2 separate regions of the Macaca mulatta genome follow, and region 1 is linked to region 2. The links are chromatin contacts, called in public Hi-C maps. All regions are on one chromosome and are shown on one strand. The core of a region is the stretch at or near the end of the contact, and the rest is flanking DNA. Distances in the headings are between cores, read along the strand shown.

Region 1 (6,369 bases), core at 369-2,868, 380 kb before region 2:
TATTGATCAGGGTCACTATGGACAGCAAGGTCTTTGACCCTAATATAGAAGTATAATCGTTCTATTTTCTGAGCAGGTCAACAACAAAGAAATTTCTCTGACTGGAGAATTCATTTGTGTAAAAGCCGTCTGAAGATTTCACCATTAAATACGTTTAGTTATATTGAATAAATGAAGAGAATAAAATTAGAGGAAATAGTGACCACTTCAGAAAATCTAGATGGTGCAGAGCCAGTTGGATATGCATAACTGGTTCGTCTTGGGTGAACATTAGAAAGCCCAGTCTTTCTTTTTTTCGAGACAGAGTCTCGCTCTGTTGCCCAGGCTGGAGTGCAGTGGCACAGTCTTGGTTCACTGCAACCTCCTCCTGGCTTCAAGCGATTCTCCTGGCTCAGCCTCCTGAGTAGCTGGGATTACAGGCATGTGCTACCATACCCGACTAATTTTTGTATTTTTAGTAGAGACTGGGTTTCAGCATGTTGGCCAGGCTGGTCTCCAACGCCTGGCGTCAAGTGATCCGTCCACCTACAGCCTCCCAAAGTGCTGCGATTACAGGCATGAGCTACCGTGTCCAACCTGGAAGTCCAGTCTTTTACCAATGGCCCCCGGCCCCACCCCTGACTCTCCTCAGAATACTGACATGTTTCACAAAGTGGGAGGGTAGATAGTTGTTCAAAATATGCGCGCTTACAGCAAGGGAAAAGAGGAAATGTCTGATTTGGACCCCAAATCTCCTCCAGGAACCTAGTCACCCCGTGGCCCACCGCTCTTGCTATTTCTGCAGAGGCGGCAGGTGCCCCAGGAGACCACTAGGTGTCGCTGTGAACCTGTGCGAGCGAGGCCTCACCCTGCGGGCGCACACCAACGCGGTCTGTTTTCAATCAACACCTTGTCAGTTTTTCTCCCCGAGGCTCCAGGGGTGTGCTAGGAATTTTTATTTCTTGAGAAATACTGTGATTCAGCTGCCCTTTGTTGGCCCTGCTGGAGAGAATGAAGGTTGTGCTTGCTCCTGCCAGCCCCCCAGGCAAGGGAGTCCCCTGCAAGCTCTCCAGGCCACCAGCCTCTCTCTATCTCCCTACCTCCCATTATTCCTCTTTATTCTCCTTTTTATCTTTCTCTCTCGGTGCCTGGTAACACCGATGTGCTGCTCAGGGAAAGGTCGCCATCCCGGAGGCCTCCTTCAACCCTTCTAAATTTCACCAGCTCCTAAATAAACGAGCTTGCAAATTCTGTCCTTATCCTCCCCTTCTGAATCTGCTCCCAGCCTTGCCCCTTTCTTTCAAAGCAACCACAAGATTGAGGCAGTGTTGGGGATGGGAGGAACAAGAGGCTCAGCTATCTTTTTAATTTCCTTTTTTTTTTTTTTCTGACACAGGGTTTTACTCTGTTGCCCAGGCTGGAGTGCAATGACACGCTCACAGCTTCCTGCAGCCTTGACCTACTGGGCTCAAGCAATCCTCCCACTGCAGACTCCCTAGTAGCTGGGACTACAGGCCTGAGCCACCATGTGCAGCCAATTTGTGTATTTTTGGTAGAGCTGGGGTTTCACCATGTTGGCCAGGCTGGTCTCAAACTCCTGGACTCAAGTGATCTGCCTGCCTCGGCCTCCCAAAATGCTGGGATTACAGGCGTGAGCCACCACACCTGGCCAAGGCTCAGCTATTCTTACTAGGCTTGTCAGACTCTACTCCTGGCACACAGGGGCTTAAAAGTCAGATCTGCTTTCAGATCCTACCTTCCTCTGCCACTTACTAGCTGTGTGACCTCCCACCCTTTCTGAGCCCCAGTTCTTCATATGTCAACTAAATTTACACATATAAATTCTACATTAAATAGAATTATAAATGTGAAGACCCCACGTGATCTGGCATGTAGCAGGCATTCCATAAATGTAAAGTGATTTTCCTTATGACTACAGGGACACTTACCCAGTTCTGAGCCCAGCTGGGTGCTGTCTTGGTCAGTGGCCATAGTTTGCTTGGCAAAATGCCAGGATAGCTGTCCTGGGCCCTTCAGGAAAAGGCCACCTGTGGGTGGGGCAGCCGCTCACTCCCTCCTCCAGAAGGCTTGGTGCCGCCACATTCCCTGGTTTCCAGCTACCACATTGCTGCTCTGGTATTTTGGGGTGGCCACAGGGTGGAATCTTGACTTTGGATGCCCTGTGCCTGCTCTCCTCAGGCATTGAGGCCACATACCCTGAAAAGCTTGGGAGAAGGTGGAGGGAAGGGAGACCCAGTCTTTTACCAGAGGCGTTTCTGGACCATTCACTGGACGCTAAATGGCAAATAGAGGAGTCACGCCCCTGCTGGCCAACATAGGTCACTGCAGCCCCTCAGCCTTTGGGAAGAGGCTGTCGCTGAGTGATTAGGATCTCTGCTTGGAAGGCACTTTACAGCCAGGATGAGGCTGCTTTTGTGGAGCAGCAGATATGTAGGGGATGTGTGAAGAACAGCGAAAAGAATAAACATTGCCTCTTGCATTGCCCAAAGCAGTGTGCTGGGCTTGGCAGGGGTGCAGGAGGCCAGGGGCTGTTGCAGACCCCTAACTCAAGCCTCAAAAGACAGGACATGCTCAGAACACGTTGCTCCTGCAGACACTGGTGTTGACTCTGAACCTGTGAAGATTTCTGCAGCCATGAGCAGCACTAGACTTTCAGGGTAGAGAGTTGTTCAACCAGAGGATCTATCTGGAGGTCCAGTCACCTGACCCCTTTTCGCATCAGAACACAAATCAAAGGCCATCAGGTCTCCTGATGTCCTTCCTGCCTAGGCTCAGAGGAGACACACTGGGTTGCCATCCTGGCTCTGTCACCTCTGGACAAGTCTCCTAATCTCTCCAACCTTTAGCTTTCTCATCTGTAAAGTGGATACAATCCTCAAGACGCAGACCACTCTCAGAGGCGTGTCATGAGGATTATAGATGGTGCAGGTGGAGGGCCCGCTTGTGGTATGCATGCACTGCCATCATGAGGTTTCCAGAGACCTCTCTGCAGGCTGCTAAGGTGTGGCGGGAGCTGTTGCTGTTAACCTTGGTGAGGTCTGCCAGCACTCCAGACCAGACTCCTCAAACCAAAGCAGACGGGAGCTGGGAAGAGCTGAATGCCCACACTGCAGCCTGGGCTAAGGGTGCCTCACTTGTCTGTTTGAAAAACTTATGAAACCCTTGAGCATTGCTTGTGGGAATTTACAATGGTGCAGCCACAGTGGAAAGCAGTCTGGCAGTTTGTCAACAAGGTAAATATAGTTACCACATCACCCAGTAATTCCATTCCTAGGTATAAACCTAGGAAATAAGAACAAATGTCCACAGAAGAACTTGTATGCAAATACTCATTGCAGCATTATTTATAGTAGCCAGAAAATGGAAACAACCCAAATATCCATCAACTGACAAATGGATAAATAAAATGTGGTATATCCATGCAATGGGCTATTATTTGGCCATAAAAATGAATGAATGGACCTACAATGTGGATGAATCTTGAAAATATTATGCTAAGTGAAATAAGCCAGACACAAAAGGACAAACATTGTATGATTCCATTTCTATGAAATGTCCAGTATAGGCAAATCCATAGAGAGAGAAAGTGGTTTAGTGGTGCCAGTGCCTGGGGATGGGGAATGACTGTTAATGTGTGTGAAGTTTATTTTGGGGATGATGAAAATGTTTTGGAATTACATAGCAGTGATGGTTGCACAACTCCGTGAATATCTAAAAACCACTGAATTCTATGGCATGTGAGTTAAATTGCAATAAAATTGTTATTTTAAAAAGGACCCTTAGCCTGCCAGCTGGAGTGTGCTCTGACCGTGGACCAGCAAATGAGGTGGGCCGTGCGGGGAGTGCAACTCTTATGAGCCTTGCCTATAAATCAGATTAAGCGACTGCCTCCCTCAGCTGCGCCAGGTTCTGAAGGGCTGCAGCAGCCACAGGCTGTCTCTGAACACCACCGTAATGAAAAGGCTGCTGAGGGCACTGCGGCTCAGAGCATGAGCAGCACGATGCTCACTCCAGGCCCTGGGCCAGCCTCACCCGGATAGCCCAGCTTGCAGTCACATGGGAAGAATCAGAGTTTACGAGTGTGCCCTGCCTCGGTCTCAACCCTGATAGGGATCATGTTTTCCATACCAGGCATCAGAACTGATTGTATGGTTTGTACCCATAGGGAGAGTGGGATACACCATTTTAAGTGAGATCTGCCTCCAGAAATTTGGGCATCAGGCTCCGGTTTTCCAGGACACACACATCGCCTTCTGTTCCCCCAAACAGACAAGTTTTCTAGGAACTTCAACTCTCTGGGGAGTCCTAGACAGAAGTCAGAGTTTCCTACAACACAGGTCTCCTGATGTTTAATCAGAACTGTACTTTTTCAGAGTAACAGCCAATCGAATGCATCGTTCAGCTTGAGGGCTGCCTGCAACCACCTTCACAGCCGGGCACAGAGTCCAGACCTCGAAATCACCGGGTAAGCCTGTTTCCTGTTTCCTTGGGGCATTGACTGGCATCTTGTTGGGAAGCGCAATGTGGCAGGAACACTGACCAGTCTCTTCACTCTACCCACACACCATGTGTGCACCATGACTGCCATCCCCTGCTGCAGACCAAGCATGGGGCAGTCACACTCAGGAGAGTCACTCAGTGTTACCTAAAATGGCTGTATCTGGTAGCTTCCACTGAGGGACGGGCTCATGCCTGCTGGGGAGCCTTGATCTCATACAGGAACAGGGCTTAAGAGAACTCAGGACTTCATTCATATCCGGGACACTCCTTCACAAAGGTACCACAAGGTTTCTACTGTCCTCCACCTCTGCCCCTTGAACCCAGCCCCCACCATCTCATATCTGGATGAATCCAACAGCTAGAGAGCTGGTCTTTCTACTTCTACCCTTGTTCTCTCCCTTCCTTAAGTCTCTTCTCAAATCAGCAGACAGATGCTTTCAAAACATAAGTTGTGTCACTCCTCTGCTCAACACCATGCAATGGCTCCCATCATACTGAGAGTAAAAGCCAAAGTCCTTACAGCGGCCCACAAGGCCCTATGTGATACTCGAACTCCTCTCCACACACATCCCCCAACCCACACACCCCCACTCGCCACAACACACACACTCACCCGCCCCCGCCTCCCCACTGACCCCTCTCTGAAGTCCCATCCTCCAGCTTCATGCTCATCGCTCTGTTCCTCCTGCTGTTCTTCCACTTCACGTTGCCTTGCACTAACTGCCTGGAAGGTTCTTTCCTGTTATCTGTGCAGCCCCTGCCCCACACATCAACCACTTGAATCTCCCCTTACCACAGGGGCCTTCCTTGGCCACCTGTTTAAAGTGGCCATCCTCCATAACCTCTGACCCTGTTTATTTTTCTTAATGACACTTAACACCATTCACATATCTCATATATATATATACACACACACACACACTCTTATATTTATATATAAGATATCATATGTGTATATATATCTAATCTGTTTGTCTATCATCTCAGTGGGAATAAACAAAGACCAACCCTATGATAAAGTGAGGGCCATATATTCCAAGCTTGCTATATTAAGGGAGTCAGCAACTGGCACTTGCCTTTGGCGAGAGGCCCAAAGGCAGGCAGAGGAGAGGGAGAGCTTCATGGTGGAAACCGGGGAAGGCTTCAGGTGAGCCCTACTTACAGGCTGTTGGCAGGAGGAAGCTGGAGGTGGGCTAGAGGCAGGGCCGCCTATGTGATTGGTTAGGGTGCATATTTGGCTTTCTGTGATGGGTCCTAATTAGGACTCGGGAACAAAAATAGGGAAACTATCAGTTATTAACGAAGTTCTGGCCATTTGGGGCCCATTGGTACATGGGTTGTTTAGCTTCCTAGATTGTCACTAGAGATAGCAGTTTGGCCTCCCGAAAGTCTGACAGCAGGCTGGTTTCGTGCATTGTTCATTATACTACCGTAATTATCTATAATAATTGTAGATAAGGGAGTGGGTTTCCTGGGCAGGTTCCCTGCTGCAGGTTGTGGGGCAGTGTTCTGTTTTTATACAGAGTCCAGCCATCTCTCTGTGGTTCTGTTGTACATTCAGTCTTTTATACCTCATTAGAATATAAACACTAAGAATACTGTTTTATTTGCTATCGTATCCCCAGAGCCTAGAATAGTGCCAGTTACCTAGCAGGTATGCAGAAACTATCTGTTGTTGATTATGATCATGTTTATCTAGCTCTAGTTAGAAAAGTTGTGATTTTGCTACATGATGTGGAAAATAGGCCAACTACAAGCCTGCTTCATTCAATCCAGTTGTACAAATGTTTGTTGAGTGCTTGCTACATATCCAGGAGGCTCTGTGTTAGGCCACTCCAGGTTACACAAGACAAGTATTAGCTGAAAATG
Region 2 (6,334 bases), core at 1,848-4,347:
CACTGCACTCCAGCCTGGGCAACAAAGCAAGTGAGACTCTACCTCAAAAAAAAAAAAAAAAAAAAAAAGTTATGTGCCACATAAAAGCGTATTAGTCAACAGCAGTCCCATAAGATGATTATACCATATTTTTACTGTAGCTTTTCTACATTTAGATATGTTTAGACACACAAATACTTACCCTTATATTACAGTTGCCTACAGTATTCAGTACAGTCACATGCTGTACAGGTTTGTAATCTAGGAACAAGTGGCTGTACCATACAGCTTAGGTTCAAGCACCTTTTATACTTGACAGGACAGAATCCTGCCCAGACCGGCAAGAAGAGGGTGATCCATCGGAAAAGTGGAACTGGTCACCCTTTTTTTTTTTTTTGAGACAGGGTATAGCTCTGTCGCCCAGGCCAGCGTGCAGGGGTTTGTGTTAGTTCACTCTACAACGTTAGCATGATGAAATCACCTATCATTGCATTTCTTAGAACATAGCCCCGTCATGAAGTGACACATGACTATTTTATTTAATCTAATATATTCAAAATACTATCATTTCAACATATAATCAGTGAGATAGATTATATTATTTTCTTTTCATAAGTCTTCAAAATCCTGCATGTGTTTTATTACACTTACAGCACATCTCAATTTGGACACTAAATTTTCATCAGAAATATTTGACCCATTTTTAGATTTCATAAAAACTAGAGATTATAAAACAGATTGACATACCCAAGTTGTTTTAAATAGACTTAAACATTTTCTAATTACTGAATCAAGTATCTGTTCTTAAATTTCAATGAACTGAGCTTAAATGAAATTTGAAATCCCATTCCTCAGTCACAGTAGCCACTTTTTATTTTACCTTTTTATTTTATTTTATTTTATTTTTGAGACAGGGTCTCTGTCACCCAGCTTGAGGCTGGAGTACAGTGGTGCGATCTCAGCTTACTGCAGCCTCAACCTCCTGGGCTCAAGTGATCCTCCCAACTCAACCTCCCAAATAGCTGGGACGACAAGCGCACACTACTGTGCCTGGCTAATATTTGTGTTTTTTGTCGAGTTAGGGTTTCACCATCTCGAATTCCTGAGCTCAAGGGATCCACCCACCTCAGCCTCCCAAAGTGCTGGGATTACAGGTGTGAGCCACAGCACCTGGCCCCCATAGTAGCCACATTTTAAATGCTCAGTAGCCTGAAGTGGTTAGTGGCTGCTGGATCTAGACACATAGGCCACTGACTCTGGGTGGGGCCCTCTGGTTTTTACAATTCAATGGTGTGTTAATTGGGCTCCTCTAATCTCTTTAAAAGTTATACTCCCAACAGGAGTTGCTAAATTCCAGCTCCTTTCTCCCCTTGGCCTAGTGCTGCTGGGTCTGTGGTGGAAACAGACCTGGAAGACCTCCATCAGGCGGTGCAGAGAGCCCCCTGCCTAAGTTCGGTTCCATTGCTTCAAGTGAGCTCTGTATCGCCCCCTCCTGGCCAAGAAAGCATAAGCGGTGCCAACCCATGCTGGACCGTGGCCCTTAGATTAGATTTCACAGCAGGTTAGGGCTGCCCTTTCCAAATAGCTTAAATTCACACGTACAGCAATGAAAACACTACTCTATCAGGCTGACCTCCTGGCATTCCAGCACAAGGTTAAATGGTCTGTGGTTTTGTTATTTTCTCCTTTATGTGGCTGAGCAGGTTTAAAAAAAAACTGCATTACAAGAAAGGGGGAGGCCGGCGTGGTGGCTCACACCTGTAATTCCAGCACGGGAGGCCGAGGCGGGTGGATCACCTGAAGTCAGGAGTTCAAGACCAGCCTGGCCAACATGGCAAAACCCTGCCCCTACTAAAAATACAAAAAATTAGCCGGGTGTAGTGGCAGGCACCTGTAATCCCAGATACTTGGGAGCCTGAGGCAAGAGAATCACTTGAATCTGGGAGGCAGAGGTTGCAGTGAGCCAAGATCACACCACTGCACTCCAGCGTGGGCGACGGAACGAGACTGTCTCAAAAAAAAAAAAAAAGAAGAAGAAAGGGGAAAACACAGAGAGCATTGCCATGTTACCAGGTTTGTCCCCTGCAGATCTGCCTGACAGCACTCACAGGCTGCCCAGCATCCCCAGCCCTGCACTCAGCCTCTCAGAGGCCCCTTCCACTGGTTCACTGTCCTGACAGTGGGGACCACCCCTATGGGAGCCAGAGGTCGGGGGTACCTGGCCACCAGCCCACAGCGTTGACATCTATGTAGTTGATGACAGTAGAGGGAGGTGGGCAAGATGACTCGGTCCCCAGGTAAAAATCAAGAAAGAGTTATGGCTGTTTGGCTGTTTTGAGCTACAATGAGCATTTCAGCCTTTACTTATGAGTCCCCGCTCAGCCATGGGACCAGACCCTGGCACAGTGACCGAGTCAACCAGTCTGACTCTCCCAGCTGCTGTCACTTCGGCTACCCTGGTCTGGCCTGGCGAATTGATGGGGAACTCAGACCCACGGATGTAGGCTGAGGTGGGTAGGAGGCAGAGAGGAGGTAGGAGGAGGATTTCCTCCCCTGGATGGCTTGTTTGGCTTGTTGCCTTCTCTTTGGGCCTTATCAACCCACACGTGTGTGTTGAATGCTAAATATGCTCAGCTATTAAAAATGCAGGAGATGAGCCTGCTGCTCCAGGAGGAAAATGAGCCAAAGCAAAAGAAAAATCAGCAGGCTCCCTGGCCTCCCGTGCGTGCCCTGCAGCAGGTGGGGGAGGGCTCCCTCTCCCCAGGTAGGCGGGGCTCCTCTCCAAATGCTTGGAATTACCAGGCGGGTCCTCCCAGAGTGACTGGGGCTGAGGGAGTGGAAGTGCTCTGGAAGTCTTCCCAGCGCTTTATGGAGAGGGAAGCGATCACTGAGAGGCCCCGGCCAGACGCCTGTGGGAGAAACTGGGCGGCTTATCTCTTCCTGCCTGGTGCTGGCATGAACTGGGGGCAAGACCAAGGCTCAGGATTGATGGCTCCCTGAAGACACAGGGAGTCATCTCAGGCTGTGAAATACGAGCAACCCGAGGAGCCGCAGACACTGCAAGGGCCCTACCCCTGTGACTGCCCTGCATTCCTCAGCAGGATTCTTGCAGTCGCCTCTCCCTGGCCTCCTTGCCCCTCGCTCTGCCCATCCTCCAGTCCACCCCGCACACCCCACCAGAGTGATGTGAGCCCCTGCTCTGCCCACAACTCTTTGGTGGCTCCCACTTATCTGCCTACAGAGTAGAAGTTTAATGTTTTTGTAATGGACTTCAGGGGGAAGGGGAAAGAGAGGGTGGGGAGGTAGACAGACCAGAATATTCAAGCATCTGGGGGCTGCAGGCAGGGGCATAGTGTCCCTTCCAGGACAGGGAGGCCATGGGAATTTAAACATGTAAGTGCTGCCTGCTCACTGGGTTTTCAGATGAGCAAAGGTAAGGACAATGGACAGCTCCTTGGGTGTAAACTGCAGCCAAACTTGTGAAGTCACAGAAGTGCTCAGAAATAGGGAATCCAGCCTAGGGAGGGAAAGTAAGACCAAGACAGCTGGGGAAGGAAGAAAATGGCCTGAAGCGGCCAGGCGCTGTGGCTCACACCTGTAATCCCAGCACTTTGGGAGACCGAGGCAGGCGGATCACTTGAGGTCAGGAGTTCAAGACCAACGTGGTGAAACCCCATCTCTACTAAAAATACAAAAAAAAAATTAGCTGGGCATAGTGGTGTGTGCCTGTAATCCCAGCTACTCGGGAGGCTGAGGCACAAGAATCGCTTGAACCTGGGAGACAGGTTACAGTGAGCTGAGATTGTGCCACTGCACTCCAACCTGGGCAACACAGCAAGACTCCATCTCAAAAAAAAAAAAAAAAAAAAACGGCCTGAGGGAAAGAAGAGGGATGAGCCACAGAGATTAGTAACCATGGTCCTTTGTGGCTGCATAGCTCATTATGATTTTTAGATGTTTTCATAGCCCAGTCCTATATGAGCCTAAAGACTATTTTGTGATGAAGATAAGAAAACAGAGGCCCAAAGAGATGAAGTGATGGGCTGAGATTACATACACAGTGGGACAGCAGAGGAGCTGAGACTTGATCCCTGGCCTTCTGGCTTCCAGTGCTGCAATAAAGAGCACCACCCTCAGTATTGCCTGACGTCAAGCCCATTCTGCCCTTCATTTTGTGGAATGACCTGGGGCAACCTTTCTCAGCCTCAGGCTTCACATCTATGAAATTGGGGGTGGAGATTAAACACGGTATTGCACGTGAGTGCATAACTCACTGCTCACACGTGGTAGGTGTGCAGCATGTGCCGCTATGAGCGCACACTTCACCTTTATCATCGCCCAGTTTCTTCTCAGAAGAGGAGAAGCAGCACAGCCCGATCCCCACCTAAAGCATTTGTTCTTACCGAGCATTGGTGGGGTGCCAGTTTGGTTTTTACTGTGTTATGTGATTTAACCTCCACCGAGAACATTAATTCATTCATCAAACATTTATCGAGCCCTTCCTAAATGCTAGATAATGTATAGGCTGCTGGGATAATTCCAGAGCAACATGTGTACTGGGACGGGGTTCCCATTGTCAGACAGCTCACAGTCTGGTCAGGACACATAGATGTAGAAATAAAACCTTGCCATAGGACATGATGAGTGCAGCAGAAACACCCAGGAAGGAACAGCAGGCACTGGGAGAGAAGAGGCTGTTTCCTCCGGATCTGGACAGATGGGGGAGTGTTCACCCGGAGAATGGGGGAGGGCACACCAGCAGGAGAGCCCGGCCCACGGAAAGGCACAGAGCCAGGCCGGAGCACTGGTGTTCAAGAAGAAAGAAGTCCAGAGAGGCTAGGGGAGAAGGTGGCTGGGGCAGGAGGGGTGGGGTGGGCCAGGCTATGAAGGTGGTACTTGGACCTCTGGGCCATGGGCCACCCACAAAGCCTTTCATGGTCAGATTTGCATTGGTAGCTGAGTGCAAACAGATTAGAACACATAGAAAGGCCAAGCCGGAAAGGTTGCAAGCGATGCTGAAGCCTGGACCTTTTAACAGCTGTTTAAGAGGTGGACTTTAGTCAGATTCACTTGTGAGTGACTGAATGTCGGGGAAGAGTCGATTTTTAAATGGATGCTGATGTTAACATAGTTTTTCGGTTGTTGTTGTTTTTGTTTTTGTTTGTTTGAGACAGAGTCTCCCACTGGCTTGTAGACTGGAGTGCAGTGGCACGATCTCAGCTCACTGCAGCCTCCATCCCCTGGGTTCAAGCAGTTCTCCTGCCTCAGTCTCCCGAGTAGCTGGGGTTATAGGCATACACCACCCGGCTAATTTTTGTATTTTTAGTAGAGACGGGGTTTCACCATGTTGGACAGGCTGGTCTCCAACTCCTGACCTCAAGTGATCCACCCACCTCAGCCTCCCAAAGTGCTGGGATTACAGGCCTGAGCCACCGCACCCGGCCTGATGTTGCTAACATAGAGTTTAAAAAAGAAAAAGTCTATTTAATTTGGGACAAAGAATATTCTGAGTTTGCTATAGGTCAGTGTGAAGACCAAACTTTTTTTTTAATATGGCAAAAATGCCATTCAAAATAAACCCTTGAAGGTTTAAAAAGAAAATGTGCTTTGTTTTCTGGATGGAGGTGGTTCAGGTGCAAGGCTGCCTGCCCAGAACTGGATTCTAATACCAAAAAAGGAAAAAGCAGAGTAAGTGAGTGATGCCCGGGGGAGGGAAGGTGCTCCTGGGGGCTTTTCCTCTGGCAGGAAACTGGGAGCAGCAGGTGTCAGGGTACCTGGCCAGAAGCTGGAGCACTGATAAGTAGCCTGGGATGCTTTGCCTTTTCCTTATCTCTCAGCGTGCTCAGAAAAAGCTTCTTGAAGGCCAAAGGCTTAGGATGGCAGCCCAGGGTCTCTGCTCAAGGTGCCAGCTCCCAGCCTTCCTGGCAGGGGGATGGAGGGTGTTCTGTAAGGAGTTGCCCTGTCTCCCCTTGGGTCAGTGTTTCCTCCAGCACTGTTGGGAAACAGTAACTGTCTGGGCTGTACTGGCTGGAAGGCACTGCAGAGCAGCTTGCAGCTCGAACAGCAGGAACCAATGACCTCTGGTGGCTGCCGAGGGGAGCGCTCCCGCTTGTTGCTCCAGAGCGGAGCCTGTTCTGGGCCAGTGCTGGGGACAGGGTACTTGGGGCTCTGCCTCACCCTGCACCAGCGCTCCCTGCAGAATCAAATTGCCTCCTAATCTCTACGTTCTCAATTCCTATCCTCCCAGGCTCTGATAACATTTCCTTATTGATGTGAATTTCAATGGCCATTCATTGGAATTGTGTGGCTCTTCGTTCTCATTTGCGGAGGAAAGGCACTGAGCAGGTGCAGTTGA

What was found. Hi-C and Micro-C count contacts between places; a contact is called where the count stands out from the background.
Region 1: a contact with region 2 is called in a Hi-C map of fetal cortex germinal zone, with 7 times the contacts expected there. The contact joins two enhancer-like sites. A contact is called at or near these places in 7 of 14 Hi-C or Micro-C datasets (blood, cortical neurons, fetal cortex germinal zone and 3 more).

What each region holds. Positions count from the first base shown.
Region 1 is chr3:145,634,305-145,640,673 of T2T-MMU8v2.0, reverse strand. No RefSeq gene overlaps it. Among named protein-coding and RNA genes, the nearest start is that of SYPL1, 73 kb to the left of the region's middle. Within about 2 kb of position 1,618, at least 6 of the 40 cell types and tissues checked have an H3K27ac peak or open chromatin away from gene starts, as enhancers often do.
Region 2 is chr3:145,253,999-145,260,332 of T2T-MMU8v2.0, reverse strand. The region is part of intron 4 of ATXN7L1 (ataxin 7 like 1); the gene reads left to right. Among named protein-coding and RNA genes, the nearest start is that of EFCAB10, 73 kb to the right of the region's middle. Within about 2 kb of position 3,097, at least 6 of the 40 cell types and tissues checked have an H3K27ac peak or open chromatin away from gene starts, as enhancers often do.